Regions from separate parts of the Mus musculus genome. Here region 2 is linked to region 1. A link is a contact called in public promoter capture Hi-C data. All regions are on one chromosome and are shown on one strand. Each heading gives the region's core, a stretch centred on a gene start, on an enhancer-like site or on the middle of the called end of the contact. The rest is flanking DNA. Distances are from core to core; before and after follow the strand shown. Region 1 overlaps Fank1 (fibronectin type 3 and ankyrin repeat domains 1). Region 2 overlaps Adam12 (a disintegrin and metallopeptidase domain 12 (meltrin alpha)).

Evidence for each region. Promoter capture Hi-C pulls out the DNA fragments that hold promoters and counts their contacts.
Region 2: a promoter capture Hi-C map of liver shows a contact between it and region 1, with 3 times the contacts expected there. The contact joins two enhancer-like sites. A contact is called at or near these places in 1 of 39 promoter capture datasets (liver) and 1 of 9 other capture datasets (adipose tissue).

The regions. Positions count from the first base shown.
Region 1 is chr7:133,792,344-133,798,246 of GRCm38.p6, forward strand. All of the region lies in intron 1 of Fank1 (fibronectin type 3 and ankyrin repeat domains 1), which reads left to right. Among named protein-coding and RNA genes, the nearest start is that of Fank1, 18 kb to the left of the region's middle. Within about 2 kb of position 2,633, at least 131 of the 459 cell types and tissues checked have an H3K27ac peak or open chromatin away from gene starts, as enhancers often do. A contact at or near this core is called in adipose tissue and liver, where this site is marked.
Region 2 is chr7:134,184,994-134,190,896 of GRCm38.p6, forward strand. All of the region lies in intron 1 of Adam12 (a disintegrin and metallopeptidase domain 12 (meltrin alpha)), which reads right to left. It overlaps 5830403F22Rik (a long non-coding RNA gene), which reads right to left. Exons shown (of 2, transcript XR_870010.1): 1 at 2,595-5,903; 2 at 1-1,044. Among named protein-coding and RNA genes, the nearest start is that of 5830403F22Rik, 6.9 kb to the right of the region's middle. Within about 2 kb of position 3,523, at least 17 of the 459 cell types and tissues checked have an H3K27ac peak or open chromatin away from gene starts, as enhancers often do. A contact at or near this core is called in adipose tissue and liver, where this site is marked.

The DNA.
Region 1 (5,903 bases), core at 1,383-3,882:
CAGTCTGCAGAGACTGAGGACTGGGCTGCTGTCAGTGTCCTGATCACTATGCGGGTTGGCTGACTGAAGGTAAAACAGAATCAGCAATCACACAGCATCCTGCCCCACCCCCACCTCACCCCGTCTTGGGGTTACCAGAGATCTTTCTCACGGAGGTCAAGTAGAACTTCCGCTTTGGGATGCCACTGGTGAAAATTATTTGCACATGGGATAAAGCCTGTTGGTTCTGCCATTTTAAAGGACTAATACCTGTGCCACAAACGTGTTGGGGGGGGGGAGGGGGGAAGGAGCGATGAACCCAGATCACCACGCTCCTTCCCTTAGCTTGGGGACCAGCATTACCATAAGTTGCTAACTCATTAAGATAATCTTTTTTTCTTTTTAAAGATGATTCTCACTATGTACCTTTGGCTGGTCTGGCCTTCCAGATGTAGATCAGGCTAGTCTAGGTCTCCCAAGAGACCTGCCTGTCTCTGAGTTTGAGATTAAAGGCATTTGCTGGGTACTGTAGGTATTGTATCATATTAACTGTCTCTTCCCATAGTACTAACTGAAATCATTGGCAACCTGAACTTCTTGCCTTCTGTGAGACGTCTGGCTGTTGGAAATCTAAATTGATGTGGTGTGAAGACACTAATGAGATAAACATCTGGTTGGCCTGCTGCTTCTATCTAACATGCTGTGACTTCAGTGTGAGCCAGTGCTAGCCAGCCACTTGGACCCCCTAAAAAGCTTCTAAAGAGCTTTAAGTGAGGTGCCACATGTCTGTAATCACAAACCTTGGGAAGTCAGCTATCCACTTACACTCTGTCTCCTCAAAACCCCCAATGTTTCAGAAAGCACAAAATGTAATGATTCACCAGGCAGTGGTGGCACACGCCTTTAATTCCAGCACTTGGGAGGCAGAGGTAGGCAGATTGCTGAGCTCGAGGCCAGTCTGGTCTACAGAGTGAGTTCCAGGACAGCCAGGGATATACAGAGAAACCCTGTCTCGAAAACACCAAAAAAAAAAAAAAAAAAAAAAAAAAAAAAAAAAGTAATGACTCCCGTGTCTTGGGAATACAAGACAGTGACTCACTGGCAATGAGCCCAGTTACAATTTGTCTGTTTGATTCTTGGGAAGGGAAAGAACAAGCAGACAGACAGGTGCTGAGGAAGGGTTGTTGCTTCCCGCCCCATGATCCCAGAGCTGTGTCAATGACTTGCTACTCTTTGATGATTACAAACGTCTGATTCAAAGGTTTCTCTTCTCTGACACCTAAACTCCATCCTCCAGTGGCCTGCCAAGAGCTGGGACTGTCCCAAGGCTTGGTGCCCTGTGAGCTCTCCTTACAGCCCTGTCAGTATGAGTCAGGCTGGCTTGCCACAGCTCTTTCCTGCTAAATGTGTCTCTTGTGATGACACTCTGCCCCACTTCAGCTGGCATCTGTTTACTTTGAGTTAATTTTAGATAGAGCAGATTAATCATTACATCGCAATGATGCCAGCAGCACAGTTGGCAAGTCACAGAGGGGCACAGGAATCAGGAATCCTGACTGAGTGTCAGCCCCTGCCTCTCTCCAGTTGGGATAGGTGGGTAAGAGGAGAGACAGACCTTCCCTTTGGGATCCCTGTGGATGAACAGAGCTGTGCCTGGTGCCTGCCGCCGGGCCTGGCCTATGATGACTGTGCATGCCATGCCAGAAGAGTTAGCAGAACAAGATCCAGAAGAGAATAAATAGAATCAGATTTGAGTCAGGAAGCCCAGGCCCGGAAGTCTGACAGCGCAGAGCTTGTGGGTGTTATTGGGGCAGACCTGTCCTCTTTCACAGGGCAGCAGCTAGCTGGAATCTCTGCATCACTTTAGCCTTAGAATGGTTGCTTCTCCCCAATACCTCCTGCCCTCCTGGAATTAATCAGAGCAAACTCCACTTTGGGGAGTGTGGTGGTTTCCAGTGTCATACAGGGCGACCACATTTATCTTATAGATTTGTGTTCCTTTTCCCCTTCATTGCCCACATTCGTTTCTGCTTCTTTTCTGTTCTTTTTGGTCTCATTTGTTATCTCTGTGCCTGACCCCCACCAGGTCAGAAGCTCGGCTTGCTAGACAGGGAGGTGAGGCACAGGCACTTACCTCATCACTTGACTTAGAAGGACAGGGCAGAGAGCTGGATAGAGACTACCACGTGATGCGCGGAAGAGACATGCTTTCTTCCCTTGCTTTCTCTCTTTTCTCTCAGGACCTGGTTCATGCTGGGCAACGGATTGTGCCACTGAGCTATGTGCCAGCCCCCAAAGTGTTCCTTCTCAACTATATCAGTACTGAAGATTAAAAACTCAATTCTTCCTAGCAAGGAAAATAAATATGAATTTTCAACTGGGCTTTGTAGACCCTTGAAGGATTTGGTTTCTGCCATGCTCTCTGCCCGCCCAGCCTTGGGAAGCAGTTTTTCCTCCTGCTATGGCCCTAGTGGAGAGGCAGCAAGCTTAGAGGCTCCTAGCTGAAGAGTGTCCTTTCCTTCCCTGAAGTGAGGTCTGTGTGTTCAGGGCTGGATTCCAAAGGTGGGGCTGCTGGCAGCAAGCTGTGTGATTAACCGAGGAGACAACAGTAAAGACCAGGAAAGGCTGGGTAGACAGGTAGGTCTGGTTCCTCCACATTTGAGGTCAGCAGGGTGTGTGCCAACCTGGCTTGGCCCTAACTCCAGTGTCTAGCTATCAGTCCTGCTGTCTGACCAGCTTCCCAAGGCTGGCCAGTCTGCTGCCCACAGATCTCTTGGAGAAACAAGGACTCAGCTCATGGGTGGGTGTGATTTAGCCTTTAAAAGATGGTTTTCAAACATTGGTAAGATGGTGGCTGACATACAGATGTAAAATAATTACCCTTAGCCAGGTGTGGTGGCACGGGCCTTTAATCCCAGCACTCGGGAGGCAGAGGCAGGCAGATTTCTGAGTTCAAGGCCAGCCTGGTCTACAAAGTGAGTTCCAGGACAGCCAGAGCTATACAGAGAAACCCTGTCTCGAAAAACCAAAAAAAAAAAAAAAAAAAACAAAAAAAGAAAACCCAAAAAAAAAAAAAAAAAACAAAATCCAGAGGGCAGGCACATCTGTGAATCACAATGTGAAATAATGTAGAATAATGAGAATAATGTAAGCGAGGAGGGCCCTGAGTGGAGCTGGCTGATATCTGTGCTTAGAATCACACCCATGTGTTGCTATTGGTCCTAAACCTTAAATGTGGAGCACTTGAGAAGTGTGACTGGGAGGTAGACAAGTGTGAGCTGAAAGAATCAGAGTGGTCCACAGTGAACGGCTGCGTAGGCCTACTCCGCGGTTTGTGATCCATGGGCCTTTCTAGATCATTCTGTATGTTAGCTTGACAATTTGTGGTGATTACTATAAACTTGATTTGTTTGTTTAATCACATCTGCTTCACTGCCCTAGTTCGTTCTTCCAGGAGATAGCAAGAAATGAACAGGAATTCCCAAATAGGACTTCCGAGTGTGTGAAATGGCCCTGACAGTGTTCTGCCACACAAGGGAAGGAAGAAGTCATTGTACAGAGAGAACATTTGTTATAGCTTAGGGACATAGCCTTCTCTGAGGGCCTGGGCCAACCTCTTTTGATTATGTATATTGGTGTAAACATATGTTGTAAAAGCACGTGTGTCGTTGCTGATCATCCCAAAGCAGAAGTCACTTAGCTGCCCATTTACAAATCATAGACAAAAATGTGGTATGTACATTGGAGCATCATGCATTCTTGAAAAGGAAGACAATTCTGATACATACTATAAAATAGATTTAACTTTTGTATACACATGTATACACACACACACACACACACACACACACACACACACACACACGCACACACACATATATTTGAGACAGAGTCTCATTAGATAGCCTTGGTTGACCTAGAACTTGCTATGTAGACCACACAGGCTTCAAACTCAGAAATCTGCCTGTCCCTGCCTTCTAAGTGCTGGGATGGATGAACCTTTAAAGATTACAAAGTGAATAAGCTGATGAAAGTACAAACACTCTGTGATTTTGGGGGCTGAGACGGGTCACCTCCAAATGTGGCCTCCAGTATATGATGAAGTATCTTGAAGAAATTTCAGAAAGAAAGGACAAATCTTACCTTCCTACCACCTTTCCCCTGTAAGAGGTTCCCTGCTACAAGGACACAGAGCAGGTCCTGCTGTCCCTAGCTTATTACGCCCTGTGTGCCACATTCAGTGAACACCACCCTGTGTTCATTACACTATGTGTATCCCTTTGTCTTATAACGCTTTTTATAGCTTTCCACTATTCATAAAGCCTGGTATGAAAGCATTCTGCTTACCCCAGAATTTAGACAGTTGAGTCAAGGAAATTAGGATTCAAGTCCAGCTTTATTTATATAGCAAGTTCAAGGCCATCCTGAGTCATATGAGACCCTTTCTCAACAAGAGAACTTTAGCTCTTTTGATGCACATTATGAGGCTGATGCGTAAAACTTGTATCACATACATTGCATGGTCCCCTTGTTTGTCTTCAGCTTGTCACAGGAGTCTGGCTTTTGGAAGAGTGGAGGAAGACGATGTTTTTCTTACCGTGGATATGGTTCTAGGTGGTATAAGAGGTGCCGGTGCTGGTGTGGGCAGCTTTAGCCCAGAACAGCCACTGGTTTGTGGAAGATAATCCACTCCCCCTCAGGGACCAGTTGCTGCACCAAATCCTTTGACTGTACAACAGAGAGGGATCTCAGAGTAAGGGAAGGTTAGTTTATTACGGAGACACCAGAGTTAGGACACTCGGGGGCTGGAGAGATGGCTCAGCGGGTAAGAGCACTGACTGCTCTTCCAGAGGTCTTGAGTTCAAATCCCAGCAACCACATGGTGGCTCACAATCATCTGTAATGAGGTCAGATGCCCTCTTCTGGAGTGTCTGAAGACAACTACAGTGTATTTACATATAATACATAAATCTTAAAAAAAAAAAAGGACACATTTTAAATAGAAGTGGAGGCATTTAGAGAGGGCCATTAGGAGCCAAAGAAGGTGTTTTACAATGAGGTTTAAAGATTAAATAGTTTATTTATTTTAATTTTTCACAGCATATTTGTCTACAATTAAGATTAAGCAGAGTTTAAAAATTAAAGTTACAAAGTTTCATTAAATATGAACTGGTTTGCTTGGTTTTGTTTGTGGGTTTCTTGTTTTGTTTTGTTTTGTTTTGTTTTGTTTTGTTTTGAGAAAGGGTCCTGGGTGGCCTAGAACTCACTCTGTAGACCAGGCTGGCCTCAATCTCCTAGAGAATTAAACATGTGGCCACAGTGCCCTGTAGTTTACTTGTCCTTAAAGAATTTCCTCTACAAATGAAACTGGGGATGTGGAAAGAACAGCTCAGTGGATCCAGGTTTGATTTTCAACACTCAACTTGGGTGGCTCAAAGGCTCAAAATCGTCTGGAACCCCAGTGCCAGGGCATCTGAGACCCCCTTCTCTTTCCATGGGTACTGGGAATGTGTGTGGTGCAGATATTCTCGCAGACTAAACACTCACGTTTATAAAAATAAACTAAGGCCCTTTTCTCAGGGGCATTGTTTGGATTCATGGATGAGAAGAGGTGAATGGGGTTAAAGGTCAAGGTCAGATGCAGCAGGAGTCTGCTTTAATGTCCTCATTCAAGAAGTGTCTCGGAAGATAAGGGCTGTATCTGTAGGCAGTTTGATTTCATCAGTGGTATTAAAGTTTCTAGATTTTGGCCAGATACCCAAGGGATTTCTTTTCCTTCTGTGTGGGGTCAGTCTTTGGCATCTACTATCTTGTCTCATTTAGTCACACTAAGGTAGTTAGTAGGTCCTGGAATCCAGGAGATGCAGGTGAGCTCAGATAAAAGCAACAGAGGATCTCTTGGTTGTAGAAAATTGCAAACCAGG
Region 2 (5,903 bases), core at 2,273-4,772, 390 kb after region 1:
CACATGGGAAGCAGAGAGGGGGAACAGAAAGTGAAGAGAAGGTTACAAATGCCTCAACTGATGGACTTCTTCCAGCAGGGATCCAGCTCCCGAAGGTTCCATAAACAGCGCCACCAACTGGAGACCAAGTGTTCACCCAATGTGCCTGTGAGGGACATTCACGTTCAAACCACCACACATGGCCATCTCCCGTAGCCTGCCCTCTTCTTCTGACCATCTCCCTTACTGCCCCAAGGAGAACTCCTATTTCTAAAGCTGATGAATTCCAGATCAGTGTTCTTCACTTCTGTCTATCTCACCCAAGCACAGTCCAAACTATCTCCTGGGCTTGCTGATTTCAGTCTTCTCAGCAGTGTGGCCTCCTTTCCAACATGCTTAAAATTAAGAAAGGTTTTGTCTCCCTCCTTTGATCATGTCAGCACCACTTCCCTACATGAGTGGGTGGCTTCTTCTTTGACACACTCTTTGTTTTATCAAGTCAACTAGTCCAGTTGAGTGTTTGGCTCTTGTTCTCTTTCTGACTTCTAAAACCAGTACTACTTAATGAACACTGCCATCATCCAGTTTAAAATCTACCAATTGATGCAGTCCTTCATCTAAATGGACTTTAATTCTCTGAGAAGCTAGTCTTGATATCTGAGAGCCCAGCACCAAGTACTAGAACAGAGTAGCTGGCAATGCCTGAAACTGGCTTGAGGCGCAAACAGGTTCTCCCTCTAATCTTAAAAGAGAAAGACATTGGATAAGAGAAAAATGCCTGTCAGGAGTTTGGTCATTTTTGTTGTTTGTCTGTCTGCTTGTTTTTCAGGAGAATAGGCAGTAAGAGGCTAACTGTGCTCTTGGAACACAATTAGTGTGGTTAAATCCATGTGGTTAAAAAAGGTAATCTGTAGTCAGAGAAAGGAGACAAAGACCAGGTCATGGCCCGCCTTCCGAGGCCAAGTTTGAATTTTGGGTGTGGAGACATAAGCAGTATAAAGCTGACTCATCCTGGAAACATTTTCCACCTAGCAGCAGCGTCTGAAGTTTGGATGGCAGTTCCTCCTGCGATACAAACATGGAGTTGAGCACAGATTATAAAAACAGTAAAGGAACACTGATGACACAGCAATGGCTACACTGGCCAGGAAACCCTGAATGAAGTGAACTGCTCTCCTGAGCGCAGCAAGCTGGAGAGGCCATCTCCAGCAAGTGTCACCTTCCATATCTTTTTGATGCCCACCATGTCTGTCTTTGCAGTTCTCCTTCCCCATGTGGAGAAGAGCATGTTCTCACACCTTCATGGGACCCCTTCCCCAAACCTCTCTTCTCACCCTCCTCAGAGCAGCTACCCTTCCCCTCAGACTCAGTTCCTCTTCAGCCCTCCATCTTGTTCGATTCCTTCCTTCACTTATCCTGACACAAACTTATTTTATCTATTTACCCTTTTGTCTGTCTCTACTGCCTCACATTTAATCAAAACTGGGCATCCCCAAGGGCAGAGGCTTTGACTGTCAAGTTCTCTGCTATATTCCCAGGCATAGACAAATATTCATGCAGAGAAACACTATGGAACAAATCAAAACTGTCCAGGGCTGGTTGTTGATGGTGATGATGTAAGGACGGGGAGGATGTCTAAAGCCCGGCACTCTGCTTCACTGCTCTGATAGGCGGTGGCAACGTTTGCTCCCTCGCGGGATGATGCACAGAACACAATTCACGTGAGCCTTATTTACGAGCCAAAATTCCAATTTACTTATTTTTAATGAGAAAGAAGTGCGGTGTCTACTCTAATGCTCATCTGAAACATTTGGCTCATTATCTACCCAGCAGGAAGGCTTCCTTCAGGAGCCAAATTAAGATCAGAGCAGGCAAGTAAGGGTCCATAACAGAAGTCGTCATCACAGGAGCCAGATCTTGCTTTCTCTGTTCAAGAGGGTCCACCTGCTATGCTGGCCCTGGGCACACTAAGCCCCAAAGGGTAGAGCAGAACTTAGAGAGCATGGATTCACTACAGGCATTTCAAGTTCACTTTATATAGACCTCTTGACTTCCTAAGGCCAGCCCTCAAATACTTATTAACTCATGATGTAGTTGGGACTTTTGATACCATTTAGAATACTTCTTTTCCTTCATGAAAAAAAAATACACTTTGAGTTTCAACCTAAGTAATGGTTTTAGAGATGCATCACCTACATTCCTGTGAGGAGATAGCTTTTTTTAAAAAATTTTTTATTAGGTATTTTCCTCGTTTACATTTTCAATGCTATCCCAAAGGTCCCCCATACCTACCCCCCCCAATCCCCTACCCACTCACTCCCCCTTTGCTCCACTATGTTCATAGCAGCCTTATTTATAATAGCCAGAAGCTGGAAAGAACCCGGATGCCCTCAACAGAGGAATGGATACAGAAAATGTGGTACATTTACACAATGGAATACTACTCAGCTATTAAAAAATGAATTTATGAAATCCCTAGGCAAATGGATGGACCTGGAGGGTATCATCCTGAGTGAGGTAACCCAATCACAAAGGAACTCACACAATATGTACTCACTGATAAGTGGATATTAGCCCAGAAACTTAGGATACCCAAGATATAAGATACAACTTACCAAATGCATGAAATTCAAGAAGAACGAAGACCAAAGTGTGGAAACTTCACCCTTTCTTAGAAATGGGAACAAAACACCCATGGAAGGAGTTACAGAGACAAAATTTGGAGCTGTGACGAAAGGATGGACCATCTAGTGATTGCCATATGCAGAGATCCATCCCATAATCAGCTCCCAAACGCCGACACCATTGCATACACTAGCAAGATTTTGCTGTGAGGAGATAGATTTTGAATTAGGAAAGGCAGTGGGAGAGTCGCGTCGCTCCCTCCCTTCCCACCCGTAGAGACGCCTACGGTTTGCTTGGGATGAACTGGGAACAGGCGGGAAACAAATGCAGCTTGGGAGGAGGGCTTGAAGCAGTGAGGGTGACTGCACCAGAGTGACAGACCTAGGACCTGGTGACCAATTATAAAGATGAGACAGTCTGGATGTGTGTGCAAAATGATTTTGGTTTTCTAGCTGCTGCTTCTGACTGTTAACTTAGAAAAAAATCCTAATTTAGATAGTGAAATAGAACAACTCAAACTATTACAACATCAAATTCCAGTTCCGAGTTCAGAGAACTCCTAATGTATTCAATTTGGCAAGTATCTGTGAGGCATATGGCTTGACCTAGGAGCATTTTTTAAAATAGAGTTGACTGGCTTGTACTCAGTTTTAAAACTAAACAGCATGCTTTGGTGTTTCCAAATAATTGCTTAGCTTTAAATTAAGGTTTTCTAAATGCAAATAAAGTTGCTTAATTTAGAAGCTTTTGAACTTTCAAGCTTTTGAAGACTCTTCCCCTTACCATAATGCCTGCTCTTACTCTGATCTCTCTAAAAAGACAGTGCCAGCCTCATCCAAGGATGGCTGCAGGTGTCTAGTCAGAACATGAAGACCAAAGAACTGGGAATCAATGCCTTGGTTTCAACTACACATTAATAATTTACCAGTTGCTCTAAATGCATGGGCACTGATATGCCAGCCTGGCTCTCTGCCTTGGGACAGGGTAGCTGTCAATGCCTCAAGCTCACTCACTCTTTTCTTCTCTTAGCCTCTGACCACACCATATACTTCTATGGGGAAAAAATTATAGAAACAATGAGTGCTTATTGGTTATTATTAGGGTAAACCTCTGGAACCGTGTAAGGAGGTGAACTCTCCCATGGCTGCCCTTCACTAGCACTGGGAACGCAGCCAGAAGGATTGTTTGTGGCTAGCGTGCCTTATTTCCTTTGCTGGGTCTGGCTTAACTGGTGTGCCCAGATATCTTGCCTCAAAAAATACGGTGAATTACTTCTGAGGAATGGTACCCAAAGTTGCCCTCTAGCCTCCATGTGTACGTGCACAGCCTCACTGCACCGCCCCCAATAGGTGCACTTAAACTAGCACACATGTGAACATATAAACACACCTGCGCATGCAAATAGAAATAACATCAAATCAAGGTTTAAAAAGTTAGCACTGGAACTGAGAGATGGTTCAGCAGGTAAAGGAACTTGCCAGAACCTACATAAAGATGGTAAGAGAGAACTGACTGCATAGACTCCCTGACCTTTATATGAACACCATGACATACATGCCCCCACACATCCACTGTGTTTGTCCTCTCCCTCTCTCCCTCTCTCCTTCTCTCCCTCTCTCCCTCTCCCTTTCTTCTCCTCCCTCACACAACAACAACGACGACAACAACAATAATAATTTTTAACAGTTTTAAAGTTAGCATTGCAGAGGGAAGGAGAGGCCTCTCCTGAGCATCTGTCTCCCGAGTGTCTCTCCCCCAAGTCCCATCCATTTCTGCCCGTGGGAAGCAGTGCATTTATCAGAGGAGACTGGAAGTAAACACACTCTGAGCAGATGGACATCCCAACCACAGCTGAGATGTCACCAAAAGCTTCCATTGAGAGAGTTCTGACGTCAAGGGACTGAGGAGGAGGAGAAGGGCTGCTTAGATAGACAGGTGCCTAGTGAGGGGCTCCCTCCTACAGTGCCCCTTATGTCTCCTCTCTGCCTACAAGAAGGGAAATGAAGGAGATGTATATCTATCTGGAGAAGCTGAGACCAATCAGCAATAGCATGTGCTCTGTCTACCTTCAAGCTCTGTTCTAATAGAATGTTCCTTGTTCTACAAGACGGCTGGATTGATTTCTTCTGCCTCTGTCTCACAGACATTTCCAAGCTCACTAATCCCTCATCTCTGGGGGTGGGGGTGGGGCATGTGATGACAGTCACTCCGTTTGAGAGTGAACAGTGAAGTTGGATCCAGGTCAAGTCACCAGATTTAGAAAATTAAAACATAAGAACTCAGCTAAACCCAAACTTTGGGAAAACAATGACTAAATTTTTAGTATCAGTTCAGCCTGTGCAACTACTTATACTTCATTTGTGTGTATGTGTATCCATGTACATTTTGTGTTTCCACAATGTCCTCTATTTTGCCTGACAACCCCAGATCCAGGCTTACTTGAATCGTTTGCAGGCCTACAGGGTAGAAAACTTCATTCACGAAAATGTTCTAATTTTAAAATGTAAAGTTAACATGAGAATGGCCCAATTCACAACACAGATAGACATCCTTTCTATGACACAAAATTCAAGACTGAATACCATGGTGACGTATTTAAAGGGGGCAGAGGTGAAGAACAGACCTCTAGTCAATCAGAGGATTTTATACCCAACTGTTGGAAGACACAGTCTATACACACCCAAGTGTTTCATTCAGGGCTCACACGACTCCATCTGTCACCAGAACACATGTTTGGCACAGACAGAAAGCCAAGAGCAGTCTAACAAATATTTCAAAACTGAATTTATATCTATCTAACACATGGTTTATATACGGATGTCATACCTAGCAAGCTTTGCAGTTCTCAAATAATATCCTGGCTAAGGCACAAATGATGTCTGCAGCCGACCGCAATACCGAAATCATTTGCTTTTAAAATACGTTTAAAAAAAGTGTAGTTTATGAGGGGGCTCCTGCCAGAGTCGCCTGTTTCAGTATGCAATTGTTATAAAGTTCGGGACAAGAATCCAAATGTATCCGCCATAAGCCAAATATTTGCATAACTCCTTATTCAAAGGGGAAGCGCTCCTGGAAAAACACAAGTTCAGATCGCCATTATCCAGGGTGGCACTCACATGTTAGCAAACTTCAGAAGGGCCTTCTACCCAATGCAATTCAAGTGTCTCCATCATCTAGGAAAACTATATGTCAAATCGATAGGCTGCACCAGGTGGGTTTCTTTGTGCATGTGCGTACTCTGGGAGGCTGCCTGCTCTGAGGTGTTCTCCTGTAGGGCATTTCTAGATGAAAGTTCAAAA